Regions from separate parts of the Anas platyrhynchos genome. Here region 1 is linked to region 2. Evidence: chromatin contacts called from public Hi-C data. All regions are on one chromosome and are shown on one strand. Each heading gives the region's core, a stretch centred on a gene start, on an enhancer-like site or on the middle of the called end of the contact. The rest is flanking DNA. Distances are from core to core; before and after follow the strand shown.

Region 1 (6,555 bases), core at 2,299-4,798, 71 kb after region 2:
CGCTTGCTCGAGGGCAACACCCGCTGCTTGCCCTCTGCTCGTGCCCTGAGGGAAGCCCGGGGCGAGGATCCAGCCTTCAGCAGAGGCTTGGGAACACCGCGGGCACCCTCCCGCGGCCGCTCCCCGAACTGCAGGCAATCCGAATTACAGTCACTCCGAATTAGTCAATCCGAATTACAGCGAGATGACCCCCCCGGCCCCTCCCGGTGCCACCTGGGCGCTGGGAGGAGGCCCCAGCCCTGCCCCGGCCTCCAGGCCTCGCTCAGGGGGCACCAGGCTGGAGGCGAAGCAGCGGGTCAGGGGGGATTAATTAGCTGAAAAGCAGCTTGGAGCTCAGGCCGGGATCTCATTAGCAATTAGTGTAACAGAGCCAGGGGATGCGGAGTCCAGCAAAGCCCAGCTCAGCCTCCAGGAAGCCAGGACAAAGAGACTTTTGGGGGCAGGGGACAGCAGAGCTGCCACCGACAACTGGCTTCTCACAGGGAAACTGCTGAGACGCTGCCAAAACCCATCCCTCCTTCCCAGCACGTCCTGCCAGAGGCTGTGATTTAGCAAGAACACACTGAAACAGCCTAAAAGCACCTGTAGTTGAGCTGAAATGGTGACTTAAGGTTAAAGAAAACCATCCCCGGTTAAAGTTTTGACTCTGGCAAAGCCTGAAGACTTCCAATGCATCTGCGTCCTCCCATCCAAAACCCAGGGGAAGACACAAACCCACCCCAGCTTTGGGGGATCCCCCCAGCTGCAGACTCCTCAGGCACCAGCAGGAACGTTTTTAAAAGACAAAATAAGACGGCTATTTCTCTAACACAGTGAATCAATGTTTTATTTTTTGTTTATTTTCAGTGTTCGAAGAGGTACAAGATGAGCAGTGAGCTCCAGGGAATGAGCCGGCACATTGCACTTGTGGCCGGTGCCCTTCCCTCTAGCCCAGGAGGCCCGAGGAGGCAAAAAGCACGTGGAGAAAAGCCCCCAAAGTGCCCCGAGTGCAGCTGAACCGTAACGCTGTGGCGTGGCTGCACCACCCCGCTCACGTGCTGCACCAGTTACACCATCAGACCCATGGGTCAAAGGTTTCCTGTGCCCAGAAACCCTCCTGTCCCGATTTCAAAGAGGAGGGTTTGGTTCCTGGGCAGTGAGCAAAGCAGGGCAGTGAGGGAAGGCCACGAATCAGACCCTGAATTAAGGAGGAATCAGTGTCAGAGCCCTTTTGAGTGCAGAGAGAACGCAAAGGTGACTCCTAAAGCCTGAGTTGTGCAAGGTGCAGTCGGTGAGCCTGGTTCTGGCCTCCCTTACAGCAGCATAAAGTAAGGAGGAACCGTTCACACCACGAGGGTTACAACGCAGTAATACCGGGTCTGCTGTGAGGCAGAGCCAGAGCCAGGCCCAGAGGACACAGTAAATGCAGAACCGCCTCTGCTGCCTGCATGTTGGGTCGAGGGGTAAAAAACCCGGGTGCTGTCCAGCAGGGTCATAAGAACATCCTTGCCCCAGCATCCTGGAAGGGTTTACAGAGGGCAATTCATACCATGATCCCAGCCCAGAATAGCACCAGAGATTAACCCAGGCTCTGCTCCCCGCTAATCCAGCGCCATCCCCCCTCCGAGACGTCAGGAGGGAGGCTCTGGGTGGCAGCGGTGGCAAGGCAGCATCTGCCCTTCTTGCCACGGCGCTGAGGCAGCCCCAGCTCTGCTGGGCACCACCAGAACTGCCCCAGCACCCAGCGGAGGCAGGGACGCAGGCACGGGTGCTGCTGCAGTGGGCAAAGCAGAAAGGACGCAGCAGCAGCTGCTGGCAGAGGCAGGGATGTCTGGGGGAAAATGGGAGGGGGAAAGGGAAGGTAAAATGAAGAGCTGCAGCCTCCAGCTTAACTCGTGCAAAATAACCTCAGGCACGGGTCATACAACCCAGCCCCCAGCAAGTGCAGGGCAGCCACAGCCTCCCCTTCCCTCCCAGCTCCCTCCCAGCACCCAGAATGGGGATGTCTCGGAGCATGGAGCCGGCCTGGGGGCACCAGGAGCTTTGTCGGGGGGTGTCTTGCTCCCAGTGCACCCCAAGATGTGAACGCAGGATCAGCCCCCAGCAGCATGTTGTGTAGAGCAGCTCGCTTACTTCTCCTTCGGGTCCTTATCTGCTTTGCCTGGAAGAGGGGGAGGAAAGAAATCAGGGCCCCTGTGTAGCACTGCAGTCGGATAATCAGAACAGCAAGACACGGCTGGGGTGCTGCCCTGAGCTCAGACACAGCCTCCCAAAGCCTTTTTCTGACAGTGGGCAAGCAAACAGCACCACAACCACTGCAGAAAGAACTGGCCTTTGCCTACCATAAAGCGGAAGAAATGTTCAAACCTTGCACGTGACTACTGCAGGAAATGAGCCAGCAAGCTCAGCGCCATCCTGCCCTGGCTCTGCACCACCAGCAGAAAGCCTCCAGGGTTCTGCTGCTCCCCTGACACACAGGGACCTGGGGCACCTCCAGCATGCCCCATATTCCACCATGCAAGGTCAGAGAGCCCCCACAGAGCCACCCACTGATCAGCCTGAGGCGTGTGGGATTTGCTGGGGGCCTGGGGGGCTCCAGGTTTACCGCATCCCTCACCGTGCAGCCAGGCTGGCAGCAACCCCAACAGATAACCACGAGGAAAGAGGCAGCCCGGTGAGGCGCAGCCCTTACCTTTCGGGATAAATTTCAGCGAGCTGCTGAATATTCAGAAGCGGGACTGCCCCCTCTTGGGCCCGTCATTGAGGAACTCGTGGCCCAGCCCGTTGCCACACTTGCCACAGGACACCTGGCGACACAAGGAGGGGGTCACAAGGGGCCTTTTGTCAGCATGGACCCTGCTATGAGAAACGGGCTTTTTTCACCCCATTCTGAGCATTTGGGACCCCTCACCTTGAAGGCCCCCGGGCGCTCCTTGCGCTTGGCCACGCTGTCCTCGTGGATGGTCTCGGTGAAGGCCGGCCAGGGCGAGGAGTGCTCGTACTTGGCGCGGCTGGAGAACAGCTCGTAGCCACACCGGGCACACGCGTAGATACCTGGGGGGGGGGAATGGCAGAGGGAAGGGGGGCTCAGCACTGAGACCCCCGAGAAGCCCCCCGGGGCCGTGTCAGCTGCCCCAGGACACCCTCACCCCTGGGCTCTACCCCCTGGGGCAGCCACCAGCCCAGGGCCAGGCACCAAAAGGGGGCTTTGAGCTCGCCCCCAGACCCCCTTTATAGGCAGCCCCCCCGACCCCTCCAGCCTCCCCCCAACCCCCCGGGGCTCGCCCCCAGCCCATCCCCGCAGGACGAAGCCCCCCAGCCACACCACCCCCCCCGACCCCCTTTATAAACGACCCCCCAAACCCCTCCAACCTCCCCCCGACCCCCAGCAGGACCCCCCCGACTTTTAGGGTCGCCCCCGGCCGCGCTCACCCGGCTCGAAGTGGTCTCGGAACGCCTCGCCCCCCAGGAAGGAGCAGAACGACATGGCGGAGCCCCCCCCTCCGCCTCCCCGCCCACCGCCCGCCCACTGCCACCCCCCCGCCCCGCCCCCCGACCACGCCCCCCTCCCCAAAAAAGCCCCTCCCACTCTGGCCCCGCCCCCTCCGCGGAGCCCCGGGGCCACCGGGGGGCGTGCGCTGTGGGGGGGGGGGTCCCACCTAGGGGGGGGTCTCCCCCGCTCCTCTCCGCTCCCCCCAGCCCCGTCCCGCAGTTTTGGGGCTTTTTGGGGCCGCTCCGGTCCCCCGCGTGCTCCTGGTGCGTCCCCCCCCCGGGGCAGCGAAGCACCGGGAGAGGGGAGGGGGCGGCTCCTGCCGGGGCTCCGCGGCACCGGGGGGGTCAGGACGGGGGGGTCCCGGCTGTGTGTGTGTGTGTGTGTCCCCGCTGCCCCCCCCCCCGCACCGCACAGCACAGCACCGGGGCCGGCTGAACGCGAACGGAGCCGGCCCCGGGGCGGAGCTCGGCGGGGCGGAGCGGGGCCCGGCGCGGTCCTGCGGATGCTCCGGTACCGGCGGTGGGGAGCGGGGCGAGCTCCGAGCCCTGCACCGGGCACCCAGACCCCGCCTTGGGACCGGGGCTGAGCCCTCACCTCCGGTACCGGCACCGCCACCGGCATCAGCCCTGCGGTACCGGCACCGGCACTGCCCCCCCCCCCGGTACCGGCCCCGATCTCCCCCGGTACCGGCCCCCCAGCCCCAGGAGCGGACCCTTCCCGGCAGCGCGGGGCAGGTACGGGCGCTGCGGGAGCGGGACCCCCGCAGGGAGCGGTGCCGGGGGCAGCCCCGGTGCCCGGAGCGGTGCTGGGGGGGCCGGGCAGCGACCGGCACGGAGCTGGGGGCTCCCCCCCCACCGTGGGCTGGGGTTCGGTGAGCGGCTCCGGGGGGGCTCGGGACAGAGCAGGGGGGACGTGGGAACGTGGGGGGACAGGGGACATGGGGACATGGGGACGGGCACCCCCGAGGAGCCCCCCCGAGGGGTGCGGGACAGGCTGCGGGCACCACGGGGCACAAAGTGGGGGGCACTGTGGGGTGCAGGCTCAGCGGGGATGGTGGCCCCATCCCGCCACCCTAATAGCAGGGGGCAAAGGGGGCAGCCGGGCTCCAGCAGCCCCTGTGGGGACCGTCCCTGCTGGGCCTGGGTCTGCGGGGATGGCGTGGAGGGGGGGTGTGGGATGTGAGCTGGGTGCCCCCATGGGGTACGTGGGGTGTGGGGGCTCCTGGAGGAGGAGGGGGCAGCAGCCCCGCGTGCCGCAAGGTAAGGGCTGTGCGGTGAAGGTGAGCTGCAGGCAGCAGGAGCCAGGCCTGGAGCAAAGCGCTTAAAGGGTTTCTGGGCCCTCCTGACGGTGACACGTCCACATCCCACAGCCCGGAGCAAGAGCCGGGGGCTGCAGCTGCCCGGCACGTGGAGCCCCCCACGCAGGGCCACTGCTCCTGCCCTCTGGATGCTGCCGGTTTAAATTAGGTCAGGCGTGCGTCGCGGGCTCCGCCGCGCTCCCGCTCGAGCCCAGGGGATTGATGGCTCGTGGCAGGCATGGGGAGGATGAGCTTGGGGCTGGGGTGGTGGGGAGCCGAGGATGCTCCGTGCTGCTTTGTGGGGAGCGGGCGCTGCCTCTCCTCAGCCACCGAGCTCAAACGAGGGGGGCACCAGGCAGGCTCGGAGCAGGCTGAAGCACCACGGAGATGTTCCAGGTGCAGGTTTGCAGGCAGCCTAAAGCAGGCAGGCTCCAGGAGCAGCTGCAGCAGCCACCGGGACCCTGCGTGGCGGCAGCATCGCCCACCCGGCCCCTCTGCTGAAGCTTTTTCAGGGGGTGAAGCCGTGCCTGCTCTAAAAGCTCTCGGGTTCTGCCTGGAAGCAGTCTGCGTTCGTCAGATGCCGGTGCGCAGAAAATTGATGTCCTTAGGTTGCAGCGAGACTTTCTTCAAAGCCCTGCGCTCCTTAATCACAGGATAATGCAGGGAGCTCTCCAGCTACAGCGCTCGTAACCACAGCAATTTGGTTTCTGCGGCGGTACGTTGTGAAGATAATTAGACGAGGGATTTCCAACTTGTTTGGCTGGGTGATAAAAACCTCTCTGGGAGGAGGCAGAGCCCTGCCACAAGCCCCGCTAGCGGTGCCAGCCCGCCTCCGGCAGCCACCGGCAGCTCTCATTAGCTGCAGAGGGCTGCTGGAGATTAATTTTTCAATTAACTCTCCTTGTTTTTACATCAAAAGCAAACACCATTTTGGCAATGGCCCACCTGGGAGGGTGTAGGTATCATCGGTGGGCGTGAGCCAGCGCCGGGCAGCGAAGCACGGCAGGAGCGCACTTTTGCTGCCTCGTGCGTGCAAAGGGGGGTGTGGAACGGGGAGGTGCTCGGGGACACCCCCCTGTCCAGGCTGCGCTTGTGTCTCCTTCTGCACCACGTCAAGCCAGGATCCTGCACCCGAGCCAGAAAGAGAGAGATGAGAAGCCTCCAAAGCTGCCTCCAGAGACACCTCTAGGCTCAATATGTGCTTTCTGAGCCCTGAGCTGAGACCTTCACCGGGGCTGCCCCGCACGGAGCCCCCACCGGGGTGCTGGTGGCCCTGCTGTGGCACCCCCAGGGTCCGTCCCCCTGCTCCGCACCCCCCCGGCCACCCCCACTCCCCAGAGGTGGCTGCGTCTCAGCAGCGCACACGTAGCCCCCGCTGTACTCGCTGTCCCTGCCAGCTGAAAACTCCCATGTAAACCCAGGCTATTATTATCTCAGTCTTCCACTCTGCTAATGGTCTCTCAGGAAACAGACTTTTTCTTTCCCCCCCCACCTCCTTTTTTTTTTTTTTTTTTTTTTTTTAGCTTTTATAACCCAGGAATACCGGAGCAGAGGTAACCAAACACCAAGCAGGGCGCAGCGGAGCACCGAGCCCGTGCCACATGCTGGGGAGCTGCTGAGCCCCTGAGCCAACAACAGGGCCACGGATCAGCACCGGGTCTTTCTGGTAGGCACAACCATGGCTGGGGGGGCCCAGGCAGCACCGGGGACAGGTTTGGCACTGGGGACAGCTGTGGCACTGAGCCACCAGGCTCAGGGTGCGCTGGGGGTGCCGGAGCCCTGGGTG
Region 2 (5,945 bases), core at 1,978-4,477:
GCATACTTTTCATAGGCACGAGTTTCATCCGAACATTCTGATACAGCAATCGTGGGCAGCAGAGGATTTTAATAACTTAATATACAAGCACAGACTGTAAATAAATACATTGCTGTTGTGTTTTAATGGACAATCATAGTAATACCTAAAAGTAATGAAGACAAAAATAAAAAACTGAACTACTTTACAGAGTTTATTTTTCATAATTTGTAAGAACTAAATGTAATGTAAGAGTTTAGATCCATTCAACTATAGGTAAGTTCTGGGTGGCTGCATTCAGTGGATTTCTATCTGGCCTTTTTGTTTACATATTTATTGGTTTTTGAATTTAAATTCTAGAGATTTTATTCCCTTCCTCTATATACTTAACTGAACAATTTGTTTCCAATTAGACTGTTTTCCAAGCCCTCAGAGAAAAATATAGTAAAACCACAAACACATAACACTGAATTACTGGGGAAAAAAATATACATTCAAACAGAGACATTAAGAAAAAAATTCCAACTTACCACAGTCACCAACTCTAAAGCTTTCTGAAAGCGATCTAATGTACTCTTCTCTGCCCCAAGAACTAACATTTATAAAATAAGTTGGTGAATCACGAATAGTGAAACCGAAGGTGTATCTTTCAGACCCAATGTCTGCAAAACCAAACAGCACTATTAGCATTCAGTAGCACACCTTAGATTCAATCAAGAACATGTGTATAAAATCTGTGTTGGGAGGTTTGGCTGGATTTTGTCATTAAGAACTGCCATCCGCAATCTGGTGAGTACCACTAGAGGTCAGCAGACTTTTTGGTAAACACATCGGTGTTCATGGATGGGGACAGCTACAATTCCTAAATCGGCTGTACCCCTAACATACCATCCACCCACACGTATCACTTAAACACGGGCAGCACCATATAAGCTTACAAATTAAAGAACTGTACAGTACAGCATTCAAAGCAGTCATCCAACACATTAACAAAGGTAACTCATAAATAAGCTATGTACTAGCAAAAATAGTCTAGGTAGGCAGTTTTTAGAGGGCTGTGCCCATGTATGAGAAGACCGAGATGACATACACAGCTGCAGATTACAGGCAGTATTACACTTCAGATAGTACTAAGGGGTCTAACTGATTAAAACAAAGGGTTTCCAGCCCTATAGAAGTTCATGATTAAGTGGGAGTAAGAAACGCTGCACTCCCTTTTCCCTCACAGCTAATTAACAAGCTTTCCATGGATCATACAGCAGCCTGCAACATGTTATTTTCAAATTATCAGTAACAACTCTGGAGCCATCTGCATACAGTAAGCGCAACCTGGCTGTAGTTCCATGGAGGCATCCACGTGAACCACCCCATTTCCCAGCTATGTAGAATTGCTTCTCATGAGGATGACTTCCCTCCAAAAATTCACCAGGAGCAGGCTCAGTGATGCCAATACCAACAGCATAACTGAGCCCTTCACACAGAGCTGGAACGACTGTGGCTGGAGGTGCTTCCTAGCACTGTGTTGTCTCTAATCTGTAGGTACATGATCTCAGTTTCCAATTAACAGTGTATTAACAATGTGTCATTCCCATTTTTTCTTGAGAAATACTAATTTGGTGCTACCCAGACCAGAAATTACTCATTTCGCTCAAGACATCTCCTTAACATTTCTAAGACAGAATGAATATGAAGAATTGACTCCAGCAGTATTTATAGTACTAGCGTGTTCAAATTGGTACCATCTTCTTCAGACGCTAAAACACTTCCATGATGGAATTTTTTAAAGTGAATTTTAACTGATAAGGTTTACCCAAACTAATGCTGCTCTCTCCTCTTGTTTCCCATCCCCCACAGTTGTTTTTTTTCATTTCTATTCCATACACTTTACACTAAGAGGTCTGTTTACCATTTACATATCGATTTCAGTCATACATGCCAAATTATACCACATAAGAAAATGAAGTAAAAACAGTTAAAAAAAGACTCTACTTTTTCTGTCTGGAAAGCCTCTGACATCTGTTTTCCCAATAACCACACCGATTACATTCTAAAAAATAAAAAGATTATAGAATACAAGTATTAAACACAGATGTATACGATGAATTAGATTTCATGGACTTGTACTCTACTGATGATAATAAACATATTTCTGACTGGTAATCATTTTAATCTATTTATTCCACATTACCATATGAACTAAGGACTACAACATAAACATACAATTTTACTTTAAAAAATGTGACTGAAAATATTAAAAGAAATACATCTGTTTCTGTTTGTAAAGACAATGAGAGGACAAAAGTTCAACCCAAAACATTTATAATTTTGTCTGTTTACAGCATCCTCTCCTCAGGTAGGTAGTGATGTTGTTGTTGATGTAGAATAATATATAATATGCATTATAATATATATCTATGTGGTATTAAAAAAAAAATATCTCCTCAGCATGAGAGAAGAGCACAGCAGTACTAGTTCGGGAATTTAAGAGGTAAGTAATGCAAGCAGTATGGTAACAAAGACTGGAAGGGTGACTGTCACTGCAACACGGCAGAAAGACAGAGGTCGGTAAGGGACAGTTTAGCAATTTAATAATCAACACATGCTGAATTTTCTATCTGTTCACAAAGCAGCACAACCTGACCGACTCCACTACAACTGTACAGTATCTGTACGTGCTCAAAAATTAGGTCTCACGTTCCCAGTTTACTCTGAATCACTAGATGGAGCAAGGTAGCTGTGTTATCCTACACTGATGGACATAAACTCGTTAGAAGGATGGATGTGGAAATAGTGTAACATCTTCCAAAGTTCTTCCAGTCTTTTTATCATAGAGTATTTTCTATCTATCCACAATATGTAATGAATTAGTATTTTTTCTATTTTTACTTTTGCTTCTTTAAAAAAAAAAATAAATGAAATCAAACTACAACATACCCTGTATCTCACCACTGGTGTGAAGAACTGACATTTAGGATGACTTTTTACATAAACTATGCTGATGTAGAACTACAGTTTACAAAAGAGATCTCCACTATCCCTGCTGCAAATTTATTCATTATTCTTATATTAGCAGTAGGGCTGCACAGCAAGCTGGCAGAAGGAAGTGATCTGGCTGAAAACTATGGGGGGAGAAAGGGGTTTAAGAACTTTCAGAGATCATTTCCTTGATCGACTTTATTGTGCAACTACACAAGCATTAGTTTCACCCGAAGAGGAGGAGTGAAACATGCCAGCCACAAGGGAATGGGCTGCACTGCCTTTTTTGGCAGAGCATTGCTTAAGACTGCTCAACCAAATCATGAGACTACAGCATTACAACACTGCAAGCTTCATAGACTTTTAAAAAAAGTCTTTTTCACTTTTAAAAAATAAACTCCAAAGTAAAAAACTATGACATTTCGGTACTTTGAATGCAAAGAGGTCAGCTGTTTTAGACTGGTCAGTATGTGTTTAGGAGGTTATCACCAGATACTGGTGAGTTATTGTAAAGAAGGTTGTTGTGGTTTTTTATTATTATTAACATCTGCTAATTGCAATGCTCAAAATTAGTTTTATTTGTAAAATAAAATCTTTTAACAATCTAAGTGAACCAGTTTATTGTGAGTAACTGTGAGTGACGGATCACCTTTGCTGGAGACCAGGAGTTCATAAAAAGTTAGAAAAAAACATGTGATTTCTCCTTCATATGTTTAACATAAATGAGAAAAAAAAAATGGTAAACTGTGCCCCTCTAAACAAAAAGCTGTGACAACAGGAAAACTTGTTTTCAGCTCCTCACAATGCATCAGGTTTTCCGTGGGGGATACAGCTCTGCAAACGTGCATCTACTTTTTCCTACGTGGAGAGATGCAGCTGTAGCAGGGCACTGCAGCTCAGCTGGTAGTGCATCCATGTGGAAATGCAGCTTCTCTGTTCTGTTCTCCAGGCACCAACTTCCAGCAGCACCAAACATTTAAAGACACGTTATCACTGGTAGGCTACAGAGAGTGATGGGTAGGAAATAATGAAGAGAGAGCTAAGTAGCCTTCTCCCTCTTGTATTAAAACAATCTTGGATACCAAAGAATGAAAAACTGGGTCCTCAGACTTTCTATTTTTAATTCAATCATCTAAAACCCAAAGGAGAAAAACATTGAGTTACACTGCACACCTTTTTGTTCAACGCTGACTAGTGAATACAAAACTCTGCTGTTTGCTAAGTTCACTTTTCGGTTCATCCTACTCTCTCGTACTCCCCCAAGCAAAGATCTTAGCTCCTTAATAGCCTGACAAGCACAAAACCTGCTTTTTGTTCTAAAGAAACAGAAACAAACCCATTTCATGTGTAATTGTGAGATTTTTTATCTAGTTAAAGGACCATACCATTCAACAAGACTTTTGTTTGAATAATTAAGGACTACATTATTTAGTGGGATTGAGCACACAAGTAAAAATTGCAGGACCAGGCCTTATGTTCATAGCTTGTTGTAAAAGACTATTGTAGGTTACAGATGTATTGTGACTACATAATGCTGACTCTGAACATGCCTTTACTAATTCAGCATCCATTTAAAACATTACAAAGAAACCTCTGATACTTTCAGACATTGAATTGTCCAGTCAATATCTGTAGTTGTAGTATCCACATATTATGGACAACAACAGCATCAATTTTCATTTTCCTGGTTTATGCACAAAGAAAGTAGGGTACTTTATATCTAACAATTATACTAATGCTATTAGTATCTAAATACATGTCAATTACATAATTTTGCAGAAATGTAATACAGCCATATACAATTTCACTTGAGAACAAAAGTACTATGTCACTGAGACTTACAGGACGAGCAAGATTTGGATGCAGATCTGAAAGTGCAACAAAGTCCCGTGTTGAACTGTAATAAGCCATTTATCTGTAATTTGAGAAAATTAATTTAGATTTTAAAAAGATCTAAACAAATCACTTAAAACTATTCATAAGGAGAACAACAAGCAATTTTTAACAAAAATGTTTTGACCCAAATAGCATGTCTTCAATAAAAGCATTTCAAGCCATCTAAATTAGAAAATTCTTTATTATTTGTATTCGGTTATGTAATAGTCATGAGCTTTACTATGTTATCTGTGCTTCTCAAACAAGTGCTTGGTTGGTTGGTAGTTGTTGTTTCTGTAAAGCATTCAATATCTCCATTAGCACAGGCCTTGAAGAAATATTTACTCTCCTTCTCCAGTCTGGGAAAAAGATACTCCAAATTTGCTATATAAAAACTACTTAAGTGTGGCTCTCAAACCTGCTCCCATCTCATTACCTGGAAGAACGTATGTACACTTACTAGGAAAGTCAACTATCCCTCCAAGGCACGTCAATATCCTTGTCTCAGTTAAATATTGTTAAATGATGTACCTCACACCACAACTGAATCAGGTGAGAGACAACAACACATGGATCAAAGCACTAGCAGAGAGGCTATTAAAGATTTAAAGTGCTCCAGGCCCCGAACAGGGAAGAGCAGTATCCAGTTGTACCAGTCGTTTATCCTCTCCGTTTATCCTCTCCTCGGAGGCACGAGCTCAGCTCCTGTTGTCAGCGGAGGGAACCTGCTCTTCGCGCCTGCTCAGCACCACCCAGGATCAGACCCTCTTCTGAGGAAAAGGAGAAGACAGAAGACAATATTTAAAACCACTGAAACCTTAAGCACTGTCATGCCATCCCAAACTGGTGTCTGGCAGCAGGCACCCTCAAAGCCTGACACCACAGAGATTTTTCTCACCGCCGTCCCTCCAGCTGCCGAGAGGGAAATGGGACCAGGAGGGGACTGAGACACAAAATGGCGGCGGGCGCCATGGGCGGGAAAAGGCCTTTGCGCCCCTCCATGTGTGACCGAGCCTAACCAGCCCCGGGCCTCAGGGAACAGCTGCCAAAAACAAACAAACAAAACAAAACTGAGAAATTTGAAGTCTCTGGGTGAATGGTTTAACCTGCCGGAG

What was found. A called contact is a pair of places that touch in the nucleus more often than the background predicts.
Region 1: a contact with region 2 is called in a Hi-C map of skeletal muscle, with 7 times the contacts expected there. The contact joins the promoter of MSRB1 here to the enhancer-like site in region 2. A contact is called at or near these places in 3 of 8 Hi-C or Micro-C datasets (F1 follicle, skeletal muscle and subcutaneous adipose tissue).

What each region holds. Positions count from the first base shown.
Region 1 is chr15:18,512,405-18,518,959 of IASCAAS_PekinDuck_T2T, forward strand. MSRB1 (methionine sulfoxide reductase B1) reads right to left here and starts at 3,549. Exons shown (of 4, transcript XM_038187015.2): 1 at 3,412-3,549; 2 at 2,891-3,033; 3 at 2,672-2,786; 4 at 818-2,140. The coding sequence starts at 3,466. The coding sequence ends at 2,109. LOC119718444 (testis-expressed protein 2-like) reads left to right here and starts at 3,671. Exons shown (of 13, transcript XM_072024078.1): 1 at 3,671-4,206; 2 at 6,293-6,435.
Region 2 is chr15:18,441,739-18,447,683 of IASCAAS_PekinDuck_T2T, forward strand. It overlaps MEIOB (meiosis specific with OB-fold), which reads right to left. Exons shown (of 15, transcript XM_072023906.1): 2 at 5,484-5,600; 3 at 4,798-4,870; 4 at 1,969-2,026; 5 at 510-641. The coding sequence starts at 4,866. Among named protein-coding and RNA genes, the nearest start is that of FAHD1, 13 kb to the left of the region's middle. Within about 2 kb of position 3,228, at least 1 of the 8 cell types and tissues checked has an H3K27ac peak or open chromatin away from gene starts, as enhancers often do.